Regions from separate parts of the Rattus norvegicus genome. Here region 1 is linked to region 2. The links are chromatin contacts, called in public Hi-C maps. All regions are on one chromosome and are shown on one strand. Each heading gives the region's core, a stretch centred on a gene start, on an enhancer-like site or on the middle of the called end of the contact. The rest is flanking DNA. Distances are from core to core; before and after follow the strand shown. Region 1 holds the start of Arl4c (ADP ribosylation factor like GTPase 4C). Region 2 has its middle 88 kb from the start of Arl4c.

Region 1 (2,700 bases), core at 12-2,511, 88 kb before region 2:
AGAGGCCCAGCTTTCCTGGAGCCTGGTCAGGTGATCTGGACCTCCCCCATCCCCTACCTCCACCCCATCGCTCCACGGTGGTCTTCTGGTAGACAGTTCTCAAGGTGGAATGACAAAGGGTGCCTTAAGACTAACCTCATCTGGGAGGTCAGCAGAGTTGGGGCGGGGCATAAAACAAGGCTCCAAAATGGGTGTCTGAGAAACAATTGTCTGGAGTTATCTAGGCAGGTGCTGGTAGGTACTCTCAGCTGAGCCTCCTGGGCACACCCTAGAGTTAGGGCAGGAAGGGAGCATACGCATCAAGGAGGACTAGGGACCAGGACACTAGGGCACCAAGGAGCGTGAGACCACGCGGTGGAAATGGATTGGGAGGAGTGGGCGGCAGGCTGCAGGCTGCAGGAGGTCAGCTCCTCTCCGCCGCCCTCCTGCCTGGGTGCCGCAGTCTCACCGCCCTATCCCTCTGCAGACGCTGCCCTTGCCGGGCCAGCTGCGGGCTAGGCCCCGGGCGGAGGTTCCGGAGCCCGGAGCTATTTTTAAAAGACGCGTCACCGGATTGGGGAGGAAGAGTCCCGGTCCAGGCCCACAGTCTGCGCACGGCCGGCGGGAAGGGTCGTAAGGGCGAGTTTCGAACGACAGGAGCGCGCGAAAAGACGCAACCGACCGAGAAGACCCCGCCTGACCCCGGGAGACCGCGGGGCGTGCCAGGCAAGGGGCGTGGCTGGTGGGCGGGACTAGAGGGGCGGGGCCGGCGCTCTCGGGCCGCAGCAAGCTGGTGGCGGTGGCGGTAGCAGCAGCGCGAGTACTGCAGGGACAGCAAAGGCAGCTACGCTAACCGGTACGCCGGGGAAGCCCGCGCCCCGCCTGCTCCTCCACGGCGCTCCCGGGTAGCCGCAGCTAGAGCAGCTCCGAGGTGCGCGGAGACCAGAGGTTGCTGCAGAGCCGCGGCGCGGGAGAGCCGCAGATCGAGCGGGGCTAGAGCGCAGGGCGCAGACATCCTACACCGCGGCGTCTGTCCGTGGCGGCTGCGCGGGAGACAAAGCCTCCGGAGAAAGATGCCCGTGGAGCACGCACCAGGCGGGCCAGGGAGCGGGCCCCTCCGAGTCTAAGCGCGCCTAGCCGAGCGCCCAGGGAACGCCGAGGCCCCACCGGGTCCAGCAACGGGCGGGGCCCAGGTGCGCCGGGCCGCAGCGGGCCTGTGACTGCTCGGGGGGCGGCGCCCTCCCGCCGCAGCCGCAGTGGCCGGCGCCGCAGCCAGAAGCCATGGGCAACATCTCCTCCAACATCTCGGCCTTCCAGTCTCTGCACATCGTTATGCTGGGCTTGGACTCGGCCGGCAAGACCACGGTGCTCTACCGGCTCAAGTTCAACGAGTTCGTGAACACGGTGCCCACCATCGGCTTTAACACCGAGAAGATCAAACTGAGCAACGGCACTGCCAAGGGCATCAGCTGCCACTTCTGGGACGTGGGCGGCCAGGAGAAGCTACGGCCGTTGTGGAAGTCCTACAGCCGCTGCACGGACGGCATCATCTACGTGGTGGATTCGGTGGACGTGGATCGGCTGGAGGAGGCCAAAACGGAGCTGCACAAGGTGACCAAGTTTGCCGAGAACCAGGGCACACCGCTGCTGGTCATCGCCAACAAGCAGGACCTGCCCAAGTCTCTGCCGGTGGCCGAGATTGAGAAGCAACTGGCGCTACACGAGCTCATCCCGGCCACCACCTACCATGTCCAGCCGGCGTGCGCCATCATCGGCGAGGGCCTCACCGAGGGTATGGACAAGCTCTATGAGATGATCCTGAAACGCAGGAAGTCTCTCAAGCAGAAGAAGAAACGGTAATGCTCTCAAGCAGCGATCTGGAGCGAGGCTGAGCGAGCGAGCCAGTGAGTGAATGAATGGACGTCTGGGTTGAGCGAGAACCCGCGAACAAAGACAACGAACCAAAGCGATGATTCGAATTTTTAAAACACGATCTCTGTATCCAAATACAGGACTTGGAGACTTAGCCCGGGTGTGGAGGCTGCATAACCACCCATCTCGTCACCTGCCCCACCCCCCACCCCAGCTCAGAGGACCTTTTGTCTAAATGCTTGAGCTACGGGTGGGGTGGGTAGGGGGACTGGTGGGGAGTGGACGCGAGGGTCCCGTGGTGTGCCCTCTGGCCCCAGGTGGCAAGCTTGGATGTCAGAGAGACAAAAGCGATTTCTTCTTGCTCCAGCAGGGCCAGAAGTTCAGGCTGCCCAGCCCCCACTGCGGGGGGGAATCACGTGTGAGTTACCTGAGGTATGCAGTTCACACAGAACCCTGGGGATACCCGGGAGGGAACGGATTGGCACTGGGGTGTACTGATGGGGGGTGGGGATGACCGCTCCTTTCATTCTGGAGCTGTGGGAACTGAGTAATTTTATGTCACAGGGCAGGTCCCTGTTGCAATTTCATTTGTCCTGCTCTGGGCCCAAAGGAGGTGGTGGTTTGGGGCCAGCCAGAGGACTGTCTCGGACCGTGCGGCAGCTGGAGGGCCCAGGATGCTGTGCTTCTGGACTTGGCTGGGAATGGCCTGGAAGACGCCACTTTTCAGGGGTGGGTGTGTGTGGTTTTGTTGAGAACTGCTTTTCAGCCTGGGATGAGACCTCTTCCAGATGGCCCAGTCCATGTGTAGGTCATTCTCCCATAAAGAGACCAATAAAACAAAGAACAGAA
Region 2 (2,700 bases), core at 6-2,505:
AGGGCTCCAAGGCCTACTAAAAGTTGTGATAAAACCCCTGTCTGTCTCTTTTGTTATGTGAGAATACATGGATGGTGCCATTTTGAAATTTTGGAGCAGAAAGAGCAAGCCCTCACTGGACACAGATGGCTGACTCCTTTATATTGGACATCCCAGCCCTTAGAAGTGTGGGAAACATATTTCTGTTGCTTATAATCTAACAACAGACAAGGGCAGATTGCCATCAAATCCCAGATTAAGACAGAAAATGCACACCTCAGCCCTTTAACTGCCTTTCGTTCACACCTATGCGGCAAGACTGGGTGCTGGCCCTGGGGCTCAGTTACCCTCCCGGTAGACCTCAGGAAATTTCCAGAAGGGTCAGGAACATAGACTCCTCCCACCCCCCAAAGCCTACATAAGAAAGTGGCTTTTGTCTAGACTAATCACACATCCTTGTGACTCAGGGCTTTTCCTTTCACCAGGAATGGAAGGTCTTGAAAGAGAGAATGGGATAGGGTCACTTGGGCATAGCACAAGCTCACTGGGGTGGGCAAGCCATCCCTTTATACACCCCCTCACCACCCCTCTTCCCTTGGTAAAAAAAAGAGAACCCCAAATGAAAAGACGGCCCATCTCTCTGCATCTGAATTTGAATTTCTTTTCCTCCATTGCCAGTCTGTCTTCAAAGTCCCCTGTTCATAGTCACAAGCAACCGAACCAGCTCTTGGCTAATTGTGGAAACAATTGGCCATTTGTTACTAGTCTTAATGAGCCAAGTGGATAATTGTTTCTGGCTGGAGCCACCAGGGGCACAATCAGTGGTCTGCATTCGTAATTTCTGGTTAAATCTCTACTAGTTGGGTGCTCTTGGCTGGCAGAGAGCTGGCCTGTTGCTTTCAAGATCCTTTTGCTTAAGAACATTCGGGCTCAGCAGAACAGAACCGGAGTCTTACATTTTACCTTCCTTGCTCCCTCTCAATAATGAGAAAAGTATTCCTTACAGGTTCCTGTAAGATATGGAGATGGTGCAGAGGATGGGGGACACGTTCTCTTCCTACATCCCAGCGAGAGAACGAAACTACAGCCATTCTGCACGTGCTTGAAGTCACGCAGATGGCCATCTCAGATGTATACTTCCAGGAGCATGCCTGTGTTCTGACCTTTCACCTCCTCGTCGCCATAGCCAACATCTGGGGACTGGAGACACTCTTCCCTGAATTCACAGTCCCCACTATCGGATGGGCAGCCAGCCATTGTGCATGTTGCTCAGGCCTGCCAAGCCTGCTCCGAAACAGCTCCTGTGTCCCTCTCCCTCAGGTCCAGGCTCCAGTTACTCCCTGCTCTGCATTCAGATAGGGCTGAAAGAACTTTCTACACAGCTATAAGGCAGCCCCAATAGCCATATGTAGATGGCATTACCATTCACAGCATCTCTGTATGGGATGTGCAACAAACACAGGTTTAGGCCGTGTGTGTGTCTGTGTGTGTGTGTGTGTGTGTGTGTTGGGGTGGTGGTGGTGGTGGGGTGTACTCTACTGAGAAAAATATCCTGAATACAAGCACTGATATTTCTGGATACATTTTTATAACATTTAGACATTTTATTTTGGTTTTGGTTTGTTTTCCAGGTAAAAGCAATTCCAAGTTCTTCTTCCCCAAGGAGCTAAATGATTCTGTTATATAATTATGTATAAAAATAGACGAAAGAGCTATCTTCGAGTAATTTCAGACCACTGAACCACAATGGAGATAGGCTTTGAAGGTTACACGACCCAAGGGTGTGCATTTGTGTATGTGAGAGCATTTGCTTGTGTAAAGGATGTACATATTTACGTGTGTGTGTGTGTGTGTGAGAGAGAGAGAGAGAGAGAGAGAGAGAGAGAGAGAGAGGAGAGGAAAGATGTGTGTACACATTTTATGTTATCTGTAGATACAAAAAAAAAAAAATCTAGCGCCTCCCTGTATGACCTCTCTTGTCTTTGTGACGTCATCTGGCTCCTCTCCTCTCACCTGCTCGGATGTGATGGGGAAGCAGGAAGCGCTGTGTACCCAGCCCTTCATGTTAGTTGTTAGGTCTGGGACCTTTTCCCAGTGTATTCATCTGAAAACAGTGTATTTGGGAGAAATGTTGCACCGACTTTCAGAAGACACACTGTGGCTGTTGTATCACCTCCCTGCCTCACGTATCTCCCATGGAGCCTGATACTGGTGCCCACATTCTCTTTGAGGAGCTGGGGGTAGGGGATGAATACGATCAAAGCACAGTGCAGGGAATTCTATCTGTCAGTCTGTCTATCCGCTAGGATTTATGAAGGCCCCCTCAAACAAAACATACAGAGAGAGAGAGAGAGAGAGAGAGAGAGAGAGAGAGAGAGAACACTAAGACTCGTACATGTGACTCTCTTAGGAAGCCCATACTCCTCCACCCCATCCTTTGATGTACACCACTCTCCTTCCCTTAACTCTTCACCAGCCCACAGCCCGTTCTTTTTTTTTTTTTTTTTTTTTTTTTTTGTTCTTTTTTTCCAGAGCTGGGGACCGAACCCAGGGCCTTGCGCTTCCTGGGTAAGCGCTCTACCACTGAGCTAAATCCCCAGCCCCGAGATTCATTCTCTTTATCCTCCTGCCCCAACACTGCCCTATCCACCACCAGTGGGGATCACCTTTGAGATCTTCTTATCATGGGTTCCCAAGCAGCCATCACAGAACCATTAAATC

Evidence for each region. Hi-C and Micro-C count contacts between places; a contact is called where the count stands out from the background.
Region 1: a Hi-C map of liver shows a contact between it and region 2, with 4 times the contacts expected there. The contact joins the promoter of Arl4c here to the enhancer-like site in region 2. A contact is called at or near these places in 2 of 12 Hi-C or Micro-C datasets (frontal cortex and liver).

The regions. Positions count from the first base shown.
Region 1 is chr9:96,750,071-96,752,770 of GRCr8, reverse strand. It overlaps Arl4c (ADP ribosylation factor like GTPase 4C), which reads left to right and starts at 1,261. Exons shown (of 1, transcript NM_001306054.2): 1 at 1,261-2,700. The coding sequence starts at 1,261. The coding sequence ends at 1,839.
Region 2 is chr9:96,662,401-96,665,100 of GRCr8, reverse strand. No RefSeq gene overlaps it. Among named protein-coding and RNA genes, the nearest start is that of Arl4c, 88 kb to the left of the region's middle. Within about 2 kb of position 1,255, at least 14 of the 93 cell types and tissues checked have an H3K27ac peak or open chromatin away from gene starts, as enhancers often do.